Regions from separate parts of the Rattus norvegicus genome. Here region 1 is linked to region 2. The links are chromatin contacts, called in public Hi-C maps. All regions are on one chromosome and are shown on one strand. Each heading gives the region's core, a stretch centred on a gene start, on an enhancer-like site or on the middle of the called end of the contact. The rest is flanking DNA. Distances are from core to core; before and after follow the strand shown. Region 1 overlaps LOC120095045. Region 2 holds the start of Flywch2 (FLYWCH family member 2).

The links. Hi-C and Micro-C count contacts between places; a contact is called where the count stands out from the background.
Region 1: a contact with region 2 is called in a Hi-C map of mammary epithelial cells, with 1.7 times the contacts expected there. The contact joins the enhancer-like site here to the promoter of Flywch2 in region 2. A contact is called at or near these places in 2 of 12 Hi-C or Micro-C datasets (Schwann cells and mammary epithelial cells).

What each region holds. Positions count from the first base shown.
Region 1 is chr10:13,501,669-13,507,899 of GRCr8, reverse strand. It overlaps LOC120095045, which reads right to left. Exons shown (of 5, transcript XR_010055535.1): 3 at 5,230-5,288; 4 at 1,319-4,643. Among named protein-coding and RNA genes, the nearest start is that of Prss30, 11 kb to the left of the region's middle. Within about 2 kb of position 4,144, at least 13 of the 93 cell types and tissues checked have an H3K27ac peak or open chromatin away from gene starts, as enhancers often do.
Region 2 is chr10:13,306,692-13,313,140 of GRCr8, reverse strand. It overlaps Flywch2 (FLYWCH family member 2), which reads left to right and starts at 2,236. Exons shown (of 3, transcript NM_001399599.1): 1 at 2,236-2,293.

The sequences.
Region 1 (6,231 bases), core at 2,895-5,394, 190 kb before region 2:
TTTCTTAACCTGGGCTCCACGGAAATTTTGAGTTGATTTCCTGACATGACAAATTAAAAAGGCCTAACAGGCCCGAGCAAGTTTGTTTAGTTTACTTCAGTTTCCTAAATTGTTTTAATTTCCATAATGGGTGTGATTCTGAGTCCTGTGGTTATATTCTTTCTCTGGGAGAGAGTGCAAGATACAATCGTTAACAGCCTAAAGCACATGTTATTTTGGGAGAAAGGTTTTGTCTTTGTGTTTTTAAAAGGTGTGATCAGGCTCTGGGCACCTTCTGGAGTCATACTGATTGGATTTGATAAGGGTGGACCTCAACTAGACTCAAGAGAATCAAACAAAAAGATATCTTGATGGTACTAAAGTTTTGTTTTGAGATTTATATATGGCGGAATGTCCATCCTGGTGAGGCTCACCATCAGAATGCTGAACTGGCCTGCTTGGATTCCTGATCTCAGGGACTTTCAGCCAGGTCCAGTCCAGACAGACATCAGGCTACACCAACTCACCCATTTTCCTTACCCCCCAACCCCAAGGATATTTCAATGCCCACATACAGCATGAAGAAGTTATTTAAGAGTCGTCGCCCAATTCCCTAAACTTTGGGAGGCTTAAAGTGGTTATTCTAAGGTTGTCTTTCTAGAGAATTTAGAAATGGTCATGATTTAACAAGGAGGAATTAGCTAGAATTGACTATACAGCCATAATCTCATTTGGTTAAAATCCTTGTATTTGTTACTAAGCCAGAGTTATGATCTTTCACATTGGTGCAGAATTTATTTGATACAAGTTTAGATTTTCTTTGATATGTATTTTTTTCTTAAAAATCATTTATTTATTTTATTTATATGAGTACACTGTAGTTGTCTACAGACACACCAGAAGAGGGCATCAGATTCCATTACAGATGGTTGTGAGCCACCATGTGGTTGCTGGGATTTGAACTCATGACCTCTGGAAGAGCAGTCAGTGCTCTTGACCACTGAGCCATCTCTCCAGCCCCTGATATGTATTTCTTATTGATTTAAAATTAAAATTATTATTGTTACTCTCATATATAGGCATTTTGCCTATACCACACATTTATGTGTACAAGGCTTATACCCAGCCCTTTACTTCTATTAAAAGACTAATCTGAGATGATTAAACATGTGAGTTAAGGGCCACATAGCAAATTCGTGGCTCTAAGTTTATTGTTAGAGTGCTTTCGAGATAATTTATTAAGATAGTTAACGGACAACAGTCCAGATTACTTACAGTTAGATGGTTTTCAAAAATGTCAGAAATCCGCAAAACGTGACATTTAATGCTATTTACTCACTTGCTGAGACACAGCTCATGCCGACAGCTCCCCGTTTGTGGACTCGAGAAAGCAGCTGAGCATCTCTAGGTCCAGGTGAGGTCACTGTGGTTCGGTGGCCACTGGGCAGAAATTGCCTATTTCTTCTACAGATCTGCACTGTCCTAGAGAGGACACGGTTACAGGTTAGGACAGCTTCGTTCTGCAGAGACAGAATGAGCTAATCCCGTTTACTAAGGTCTGTGAGATTCCTGGTCAGAAGGCTGAAGACTGGGGGTCTTCTATGTTTCCAACAGGGGACTGTGCCGGCAGACAGCTATTTCTTCAACCTGCCTCAGTTCCGGAAGCCGTGTTAGGCTTCCTATATTTTCAGATAATATTGGTCACACTCAGATTTTTAATAGGGTTGGAGACTGATTATAGTCTCATAGCCTACCCAGGCTGTTTAACTTTGAGAATACATATTTAATTAGATCGTTATCAAGTAGTACACAAGCTAGCCAAGGCATAACATGGATTTTAAGACTTTCTTAAGCTGGAATGGATAACTAAATGTTCTGTTTAACTGATAAAATGTTGGACTGGGTGTTAGATACATTTTATACTTTATAAATTACAGAATGGTAATAGTTTTACTAGACAAATAATTGGGAAAAATGTTTTTTTTTAATTAGACAGAAAGGGTGAAGTATGGGTTGATATCCATATGCAGGCGAGGGCTGGTACAAGTTAGGTCAAGGCCATGATTAGACAGTAAAAATGTAAGGTGGGGACTAAGTTTTAGTAAGGGGAGAGAGAAGGGAAAGTGAGAAAATCAAGACGGAGATGGAGAAGGATGACCCAGATCAGGGTGGTCTTAAATGGTCCTACGTAGTTATGTGTATTTCTTTTCTTTTCTTTTCTTTTTTTTTTGGAACTGGGGACTGAACCCGGGGCCTTGCATTTGCTAGACAAGCGCTCTACCACTGAGCTAAATCCCCCACCCCATGTGTATTTCTTAAGGGATGGATTTCTATAGGTCAATTTATCTTATCTAGGTGGGCAGTTTACATCCTTATCAATTGGTTGTGAGTTTATTGTGTGGATGTATTGTGGATTGAGAATTTATCATATAAATCTGATTGATAAATTACAGCTTATCGAGTCCTGATTTCACTGGGTGGTTGGGAATTTTTACCTTAACTACCAGGGGGCGGTTGTAGGGAGTGTGGGCAGAGTCTGAGGCTGGGAGCCATGACAGGCCGGCCCATGCTGGACTTCTAGAGTCCTGATTTTACCAGGTAGCTGGAACCAGAGAGTTTGTGGCTAGCAGAGAGCTGCCAGGGGAGATACTAACCCGAAATAAATTATGGTTAGTTCCATATGGCCCTCCAGTGCTAGAACTAACACTAGAGACCAGTGTGGCAAGACCGCCTGGATCCATGAGTACTTGGGGTCAGCATGGAGCCACTGAGACAAAGACACCCGCCAGTGCCATGAGTCCCAACAGTGTCATTGCTAGTGTGGGGTTAAAGCTTTAGGTATTTTTTTTAAAATATTTACTGCAATACATACATACATACATACATACATACATACATACATACACACATACATACACACACACACATGCACGCACACACATCACACCCAAATCTATTGCTGACTGCCCAGGGCAGAGAGAGAGGACCTGTGGACAAGAGACCTGTCAGTCCTGGACCCTCTGCCCTTTCAGAGGAGAGGCACCCTTGACCCTCTTTGTTATGTCTGGGAGGAAATGTCTATCATTCTGGGTGCTGCGGAATCCTTTGCTCTGTTCCCATGGTCCCCGCTCCTTACATAATTCTTCTCTGTGCCTCCCCCCCTCCTGCATTCTGCTCTACCCCATTTGTTCTTTCAGAATCCAGAACTGAAGTCTGGTGAAATAATTTGCCTTTCAGAGCCCACCTTGTCTCTCATTTTCTCTTGATGTCCAAGGTCAAGTATTTTGCTAATACACTGTCTCCTCATGCCTCAGGGTAACTACTTCTCAGAAGTCAGCAGAGGACAGTGGAGTGGAGCAAATAAAAAAGCCCCAGTTTTGCCATCCAGTTTTGTTTCACGATTTGTTTTCTAAGTAGGATCTGATGTTGCCTGGCCTGGACCTGGCTTACTGTGTAGCTTCTGATGACTGATTCCAGAGCACGCCACTTTCACCTCCAGAGTGCTGAGATCACACGGACGTGCCACTAAACCTGGTTTCAATTCTGCATCCCTGCTTAGCCCATGACAATCGGCAAAGTGTCCTGCAAAAGTCAACCCCTGGGAGGTCTCCAAACGAGAGTCCTCCTTAGATAGCAGCCCCTATCCCTTCTTCAGGTTAACCTGACAGCCAGGTCTAAGAGACGCCCCCACCCCGAACCCCCACACACACCATTCAGGCTAAGTGTGTGTCTCTTCATGCATCTGGGTGAGCCTTCGAAGACCAACCTTCGTTTCCGAGTGGTAGATTCCACCCTCCTCAAAGGACTACTCCACCCCACCCCACTGCCCCAACAACAGCCTCCAGGAAGGAGCAGAAAGCAACCCAGAAAAACAGCACAGTTTTGCAGCCTGGTTTTGAATTTGTGCAAACATGGGTCCCCTTAGTCATCTCTTAGCCTGGCTTCCCTCCCAGGATGGTAGTGCCAAGGTGGGCATTTCTACTTACAATGCCCTCTCACCTGGCTCCCAGTTTATGATAGCAGGCAAGGAGGTGCTGGGGTTGGGATGGGGGTAGATGGGAGCCGAGGTTGTGGCACCCTGGTGGCTGTACCCATCCTTGTCTACACAGGGGCTTGTCAGGCACCTCCTCTGGCTGCACTGTCCATGTGATCTGGGTGGCCTCCCTCAGACACAGATCTGGTGACAAGTTGATTCTTGGACAGGTTTAGCTGAACTTCCCAGTTCCGTGTTACATAAGAGGAGGCAGCTCACGGCCAACACAGACAACCCACAGACGCTCCCTGCAGAGTCAGGCTGGAACAAGGATAAGGAAGTAGTTACAATTTACTCAAATGTTCAGAAGACCCACAAGCTGATTTCGGTCCAAAGGTCAAATTGGGCGACGGTTGGCTGAGATGAGGAACTAAGCCAGGAGCCAACGGGGCTTCCCCAGCGGTAGCCCAGGGCTGAGGGTACCGTAGATCCTCCCGGCACTTGGAATAAGTCGGTGAGCCGTGATTCTCAGGGACACGTGGGCTGTGCCTGTGGCACCGTATGTGGCTGGTTCCAGGCTTGCAAAGCAAAGACCCTCCACGATGTGGATGCTGAGGTCACTGGTGCGATGGTGCAGGAAGCTTCAGAAATGGCCATTCCCTTCAGGATGGTGGGCTGGGCACAGGGTGTGCTAGGAGGGGCGGGATTTGGGTTTCAGTACCGTACCTCGTACCTCGCCACAAAAATCACTTCTGCTGTCTTTACTTCCTCAGCAGTAAAAGAATCAGAATCAATCAACCTCCCCCACAAGGTGTTCAAGACGGTTAAATGAGTAACAGCTGTGTAAGAATTACCACAAGTTGAATGCTGGTCTCCCCGCCCCCTTCATTCAGACATCTCTGTGCTCACTGGTATGCCCACCCCCCTAACTATTTGTACACCCATCAATAGATTCATTCACTCATCCACTCATCCACGCTCTCTTCCTAATATCACCTACTCGCCTGTCAATCCATATGTCTATGCTCCCACTCTTAATCAATCTACCCAGTTATCCACCTTCCCATCTCGTGGTTTGTCCATCCACTTACCTATTCATCCATCTATCCACATACACCTCCACTTACCCACCCACCCACTGATCCCCTCATTCAACAACCACAACCCCCGAATCTGATCATTGCATCCCACCTCGTGCACATCCCCGCTCTCTTCAGCAGGATTCAACCTCCCTGTGCAGCGCCAGGAAGGCAATTCTGCCACCACGGATTTCCTACCCATTGTCCAGACCTCCTCCTTCTCTGTCAGTGTGACTGGCTCAGCAGGGGTTCCTTCACTGGAATACAGATAAACATCACAAAAAGGCCAATGGCAGCATTGGAATAAGGCTTCTTTTCAGGGCTTGTGCTCAAGCATAGGACAGGTAGGTCATGAGATACAGTCTAGGATGCTCTCCCAGGAAGCTATGAATGTCTGTCAAGTGGCTTGTGCTGTTGTTTGTGGCATAGCTTGAAACTTGGCATTAGAACAGTGCACAGCAGGTGAGTCTGCTCCTGCACACAGTCTGTTTGTCTGTCTGTGCTCCTGCTCACAGTCTGTCTGTGCTCCTCCTCACAGTCTGTCTGTGCTCCTCCTCACAGTCTGTCTGTGCTCCTGCTCACAGTCTGTCTGTGCTCCTGCTCACTGTCTGTCTGTGCTCCTCCTCACAGTCTGTCTGTGCTCCTGCTCACAGTCTGTCTGTGCTCCTCCTCACAGTCTGTGCTCCTCCTCACAGTCTGTCTGTGCTCCTCCTCACAGTCTGTCTGTGCTCCTGCTCACAGTCTGTCTGTGCTCCTCCTCACAGTCTGTGCTCCTCCTCACAGTCTGTCTGTGCTCCTGCTCACAGTCTGTCTGTGCTCCTGCTCACAGTCTGTCTGTGCTCCTGCTCACAGTCTGCCTGTGCTCCTGCTCACAGTCTGTCTGTGCTCCTGCTCACAGTCTGTCTGTGCTCCTGCTCACAGTCTGTCTGTGCTCCTGCTCACTGTCTGTCTGTGCTCCTGCTCACAGTCTGTCTGTGCTCCTGCTCACTGTCTGTGCTCCTCCTCACTATCTGTCTGTGCTCCTCCTCACAGTCTGTGCTCCTCCTCATAGTCTGTGCTCCTCCTCACAGTCTGTCTGTGCTCCTGCTCACTGTCTGTCTGTGCTCCTCCTCACAGTCTGTGCTCCTCCTTATAGTCTGTGCTCCTCCTCACAGTCTGTCTGTGCTCCTGCTCACTGTCTGTCTGTGCTCCTGCTCACAG
Region 2 (6,449 bases), core at 987-3,486:
CTGAGCCATCTCTCCAGCCCAAGTCTTTAAACTCTCAAAGCCTGCTGCATGTGACATACCTTCTCCACTATGGCCACACTTTCTAACTCTCCCCAAACAGCACCAGCAATTAGGAACCAAGTGTTCCAATACAGGAGCTCATGGAGGACATTCTCATAGAACCCATGACGAAGTGTAACAAGCCAAAGTGTATCTCTCAAGTGAACATTTAGGAAAAATCCTCTATTCGCATCTTAGACCTATCTGTAAATGGGCATGCATATGTTTAAAATCAGTTGCACGATGAGCAGAAGCTACCAATCAAAATAGAGGAGTACCCAAAGTACAAATCTGGTAACTACTGAACCCCACAAAAGAAAGCTCCACTAACAGGACCTGCAGTCAGAATTTACAGTGCATCTGAGCCGTTCTTCGCTTTGAATAAGATCTCCTTGGTACCTTTGCACATGTGTCTTCATGTCGATTCCCTGAAAAAAGAACCAAGAACCTGGATACATCTAGCCCAGACCCTAGCTAGCCACTGGTAAAAATTGGGATGCTGAGGCAGGAGGGCTGTTGTGAGTTCAAGAGCTACATAGTGAGAGACTATTGAAAAAATATAAAATGTACATAAATATTTTTTCCTCTAATAGCTTCCTATGTAGTCAAGACTGGCTTTGAACTCTCAGTCCTGCTATCTCTGAGAGTACGGTCATATGCTACTGTGTGTGTTTGTGTTAATTAATTTTTTAAAAGATTTATTTATTATATATAAGTACACTGTAGCTGTCTTCAGACACACCAGAAGAGGGCATCAGATCTCACTACAGATGGTTGTGAGCCACCATGTGATTGCTAGGAATTGAACTCCGGACCTCTGGAAGAGCAGTCAGTGCTCTTAACCACTGAGCCATCTCCCCAGCCCTAATTTTTTTTTAAATACAAGATCTTTATTGGTTTCATGTTTTGAAAATAGCTTCCACAATTTTTATTTAATATTTATTTACACTTGCGTTTGGGTGTTTTGCTTGGATGTACGGAGGCCAGAAGGGGGCGTCAGATGCCCTGGAACTGGAGTTATGTTCCAGGGGCTCTGGATCATTGTGAGCAGCCATATTGGTGCTGGAAGAGCAGCCAGTGCTCTTAATCCATGAGCCATCTCTCTAGCCCTTGATTATGTTTATGTGTGGTCATGGGTTTGTGGGTCATTTCTCTCCTTCCACCTTTATGTGGGTCCTAGGGATTAAACGTGGGTGAGCCAGGTTTGGCAGCAAGTGCTGTAGAGACTGGTTGAGCCCAGCTATCTAAAAGGGAGCCCCCCTCATTGGACCCTTTGTTTTGTTCTTTTGAGAGAGAGGCGTGACATCAGTGATTTATATATGAAGATTATATATAATATACAATTTTAACATATATATAATATATTATTATGACATAATTTTAGAAACAATCAAGACTATGATAGATTGCAAATGATGTAATTCATGAAGGCCCAGGAAATGACGTTGACTCGGGAGAAAGGATAGAGCCATGGAGGTAAGGGAACCAGAAAAGAGGGTGGGACCCAAGGAACTGCGGAGCCAGGACCATGTGGGAGTAAAGGGGGGGATAGCCTTACTGCAGGTGGGTGAGGGCCGGCAACCCCAGGATGATAGGATTCGCGAGCACGCCAAATACAGAAAGAAAGCAGCGCCCTGAGCCATCCCGGCTTCCACCTCCACAGTAGAAAGGTGCTGGGACAAAGTCATTGAGCCACGGCTATTTCAGCAGGCAGTGACTACAACAATGGGCGAAGGCTGAACAAATGATGAATGCTTGACCAATGGGCGAGGGCTGGGTTAATGACCAAGGACACTGCGCAGTTAGGGGTATTTGAATAATCCAGTTAGTTTCCATGAAGAACACATTTCCTTTCCCTTGACGGAACAGACAAAAACCTTTAAATTAATATCCCAGGTTCCTCCTCAGGGAGTCAGAGTCAAATACTGGGGGAAGTAAATGGGAAGACGTCAGTAAACCATACCAGGGATCCTAAACCCAGGTTGCTCCATTCCTACCGGCCCCGCCCCCTTCGCGGGTAATGGACCCGCCCCTCACGCCTATTCACCGGGCGTTCTACTCATCCCAGCGAAGGTAATATCCGGATAGGCGGAATTCGACAAAGGAATGGGGCCCCCTCATGGCCATACTGCGCATGCTCGCCCCGTGACCCTAGCTTGAGGTGACGGCGGGAGCCAAGGCGGGGGCCCAAAGCACTGAGGCTGAGGGACCCGCCACGGCTCCGTCGTCCGAGAGGCAGGGCCTGCTGCCGTCGGTGAGGACGGGCCCCCAGCGGGCGGGAGGGTCCTGGCTCGAGAAGCGACTCCCAGACTGGCGGTCCCGGGATCTGGGACCGGTGCTAGGAGGGGTCCCTGGTTCTGTCCCCGACCCCCAGATTCAGACCGCTTTCTTGTCGGCCATCCGCGAGGCTCTTCCTTTCTCCATACTTCGCTTTTATAAACCCACACTACCCCTGGACATCCCCAATCTGGGACACACACCCCCAGTGCGCCCTTACCCCCAGCCTGGTGTGCCCATCCTTATCCCCTGCAGTTTTGTTGCCTATGTCCTGTGGGGGTCCATGTCCCAGTAGCAGAGTTTGACGGCTGGGAGCTGGGGAGATGCTCCAGAGACTGAGACATTGGTAGGAGGGGCGCAAGGAGCGGGGCAAGGGTGGTGGAAAATACCATTCTGAGTCATGGTGATTAGGGAAGGGAGGTACCCTTATTTGGGACCCCCATATCGGGGAAGTTTCACTATGTCCGGCATATTATACAGTTCTTGACCTGAGTGGAGGGTTACTGCCATTTTCTTCTGTGGAAAGTGGGGTGTGCCCCGCACACCCTAGTGTCAGACGGTTCTTTAGGAAGTCCAATTAGAGTTCTCCAGGACTGTGCAGGGCAGTGGGAGCAGCTGTTAGTAACCTGAGTTCAAAGACCTTACCCTTCATCTGATGCTGGCATCTCCTGTGACACAGATCAAACCAGCCCAGAGAGGGTAAGGGGCCTGTCCTTGCAGTGAGAACGCGTTTCATTCTCATCTTTATGAAGGTAGTTCTGTCTCACCCCAGGGTGACAGCTGAAGTTCTAAGCCTGCAGGGCCTCATCAGTTAAGAGTTTGGACTTTTAACTGGTCTGTGGCCGCCGAAACAACAATCACCACCAATCTATGACTTAAAATGACATATTGTCATATGCTTTAGAGGCCTGAAGTCAGATGTGAGTGTTACACAGCAGGGTGAATACAGCAGGCTTTAGAAGAGAAACATTTAATTTGCCTCTTGCAGCTTCTAGAAACCTACTGGCTTGCCCTTCCTCCATCTTCAAAGCCCCTTCTCAAATAACGAACCTTGCCTCTAGCTTTGTCTTTCCTGTTCTTCGGATCACATTTTCACAGTTTTTTCTCTTTCCTTTTTATTTTCATGCGTCTGTGTGCCACACGTGTGAAGGCCAGACAGGGCACTGTGTCCTCTGAGGTGGACAGGTGGTTGTCTGAACTTCCTGATGTGGCCGCTGGGAACCAAACTCATGTTCTCAGGAAGAGAAGGAAGCAGCTGACCACTGAGCCATCCAGCCCCCAACCCTGGGTCCTTTGTGTGCATGTGCCCTGTGGCAGTCAGAGGACCACTTGTAGGAGTTGGCTCTCTCCTACAATGTGGATTCTGGGAGGAAACTCAGGTCTTGAGGCTCGGTAGAAAGCACCATTACCTGCTAAGCCATTTTGATAACCCTTGTTTTGAAGACAGGTTCTTAAAAGTAGGTTTGACTTGAACCCCCAATTCTCCTACCTCTGGGATTATAGGTGTATACCACCACCGAACCAGCTTCTAGCTACTGGGACTGGACATCTCAGGACTCATTTCAGGACTCATTATTCTGCTGCTCACAGACCTAAGATGTGAAGGACTCCTGCTCATTGTCTTGGGTCTGGGTATCCTTAGTCACGACCAAGGTCATGAGAGCTGCTTCACTCTGCAAGGCTGGGCAGTGAATGTGGGCAAGCTCTCAACTGGGCTACACCAGTTCTGGCTTCACTTCTTTTTGCAGGTGTGTGTGTGTGTGTGTGTGTGTGTGTGTGTGTGTGTGTGTGTGTGAAGATGTATAATGTCTCTGTGCACATAAAGGCCAGAAGAGGATATTGAGTACGTGTCTCCCCCATTCCCACCTCCACTTTATTCCCTTGAGACAGAGTGGCTCACTTGAACCTGAAGCTTCCCATTTTGACTCAGCAGGTTGGTCAGCCAGCAAGCCCCAGGGATCTGAATGTCTCTCCTTCCCAGTGCTAGGTTTCAGACATGTTCAGCCATGTTGTTCAGCCAGGTTTTTATATAAGTGGTGGGCACTTGGACTCATGTCTTAGGCCTGTGCAACACGTCTCCTCAGCCACTTTGGAAGTTGAAATGCATGACAACTGGGATTTCGTGTGAGCCACCAAACCTGGCTCAAACCTGGCTCATGTATGTAATATGTATTTATGCATTTTTTTATGTATAAGCACACTGTTGTAGCTGCCCTCAGATGCATCAGAAGAGGGCATCAGATCTCATTAGACAGTTGTTTTTTTGTTTGTTTGTTTTTTTCTTTTCTTTTTTTCCAGAGCTGGGGACCGAACCCAGGGCCTTGTGCTCGCTAGGCAAGCACTCTACCCCTGAGCTAAATCCCCAACCCCCATTACAGACACCATGTGGTTGCTGGGATTTGAACTCAGTACCTCTGGAAGAGCAGTCAGTGTTCTTAACCACTGAGCCATCTCTCTAGCCCTATGCACTTGCTGCCCTTCCAGAAGCCCCAAGTTGGGTCCCCAGCACCCGTGTTAGGCAGCTCACAGCTGCCTGTAACTTCAGCTCCAAGGGATCTGACACCCTCCTCTAGCCTCAGAGGGAGCCTGTGCAGAAGACATTCACTCACACAGACATACATAATATACATAAAAATAATAGAAATGTCTTTCAAAAACAATCTGACGTGATAGTGAAAGGTGGGACCTCTCATTCTGACTGTCACCCCAAATTCACCCCAGACCATAGGCACTGTTTACAATCTTGGCAGATCTGAAGAGATTTAGCCAGGCATTTTGCAGAACAACCTGTAATGTGGGACCTAGGGTCCCACAGAGGTGAAGGCCCTTATCCCAGGATAGCACAGGTATGACTCATCACAGATAATGTTGACTTTGATTCACCGGTGGACCAGCTATCTGCCAGTTAGCTCAGGCAAATTATTTTATGTATATGAGGGTCACTGACTTCAGACACACAGATGGGCGCATCCAATCCCATTCCGGATGGTTGTGAGCCACCTTGTGGTTGTGGTAATTGAGCTCAGGACCTCTGGAAGAGCAGTCAGTGCTCTTAACCGCTGAACCGGATGATGGTAATTCTTGGAAGGGAGGTCACTGGGCTCCAGTACTGAAGGTCAAAAGTGAACTCATATCTCATTCCTGGCTCAGGTTGCTTTCTGTTGGACTTGGGCAGGAAGGCCAGTGGGGGCAGGGTGCCTGACCACTTCCTCATACCAATTCTTCCGAGAGGTTTCTGGGCCGCTCTGTTGTGTGTGTGCATGTGTGCTGTAGTGTGTGTATACATGTGATGTGCAAGTGTCTATGCTCTCAGGTGTGTTCTCCTGAGCGTGTGTGCGTGTCTTCCTCTACGTCCACTTGGTCTTCTCTCACTGAACCTAGAGCTCACTGTTTTGGCCAGACTGACAGGCAAACTATCCCCTGGGGTCTACCTGACTCTGTTCCCCTCCCCCATCTGCTAGGGTCCCAGGCTGCCACACTGGGCTTTCTATATGAATGCTGGGTATCCACTTGGGTTCTCATGTTTGCACATCAAGACTTTGCTCGCTGAGCCATACCCCCAGCACTCTGGGTCACTTCTTTCTTTGCCTACTTGTGTTGTGTTTATAAGTCTGAAACAAGATCCCCCCCAGCCCACCCCCATGCTGTGGATTGACCACTAGAATGCTGTGCAATCCCCAGCCTAAAAGTAGGATTCTGTTTGTTTGTCTGTCTGTCTGCTTTTTGAACAAGGACTTGTTAAATAGTCCTGGCTGTCCTGGAACTCCCTATATAGACCAGCCTGGCCGCGAACTCAGATATCTGCCTGCTTCTTTTTCCTACATGCTGGAATTGAAGGCGTCTACCACCATACATACCTGCTCTTAAATTTTTTTTTTTTTTTTTGGTTCTTTTTTTCGGAGCTGGGGACCGAACCCAGGGCCTTGCGCTTCCCAGGCAAGCGCTCTACCACTGAGCTAAATCCCCAACCCCTAATTTTAATATGCTTGTTTTTATTCTAGTGGTTTGCATTCATCCTATTTGATTGTTGCTTAGCTGTTTTTGAAGTTCTGGAGCTCTAACAGGACCTTATCACATGCTGTATCTGAGCACTGCCATGGAGCTGCCCCAAGCCCACTCATGTGTATTTTATT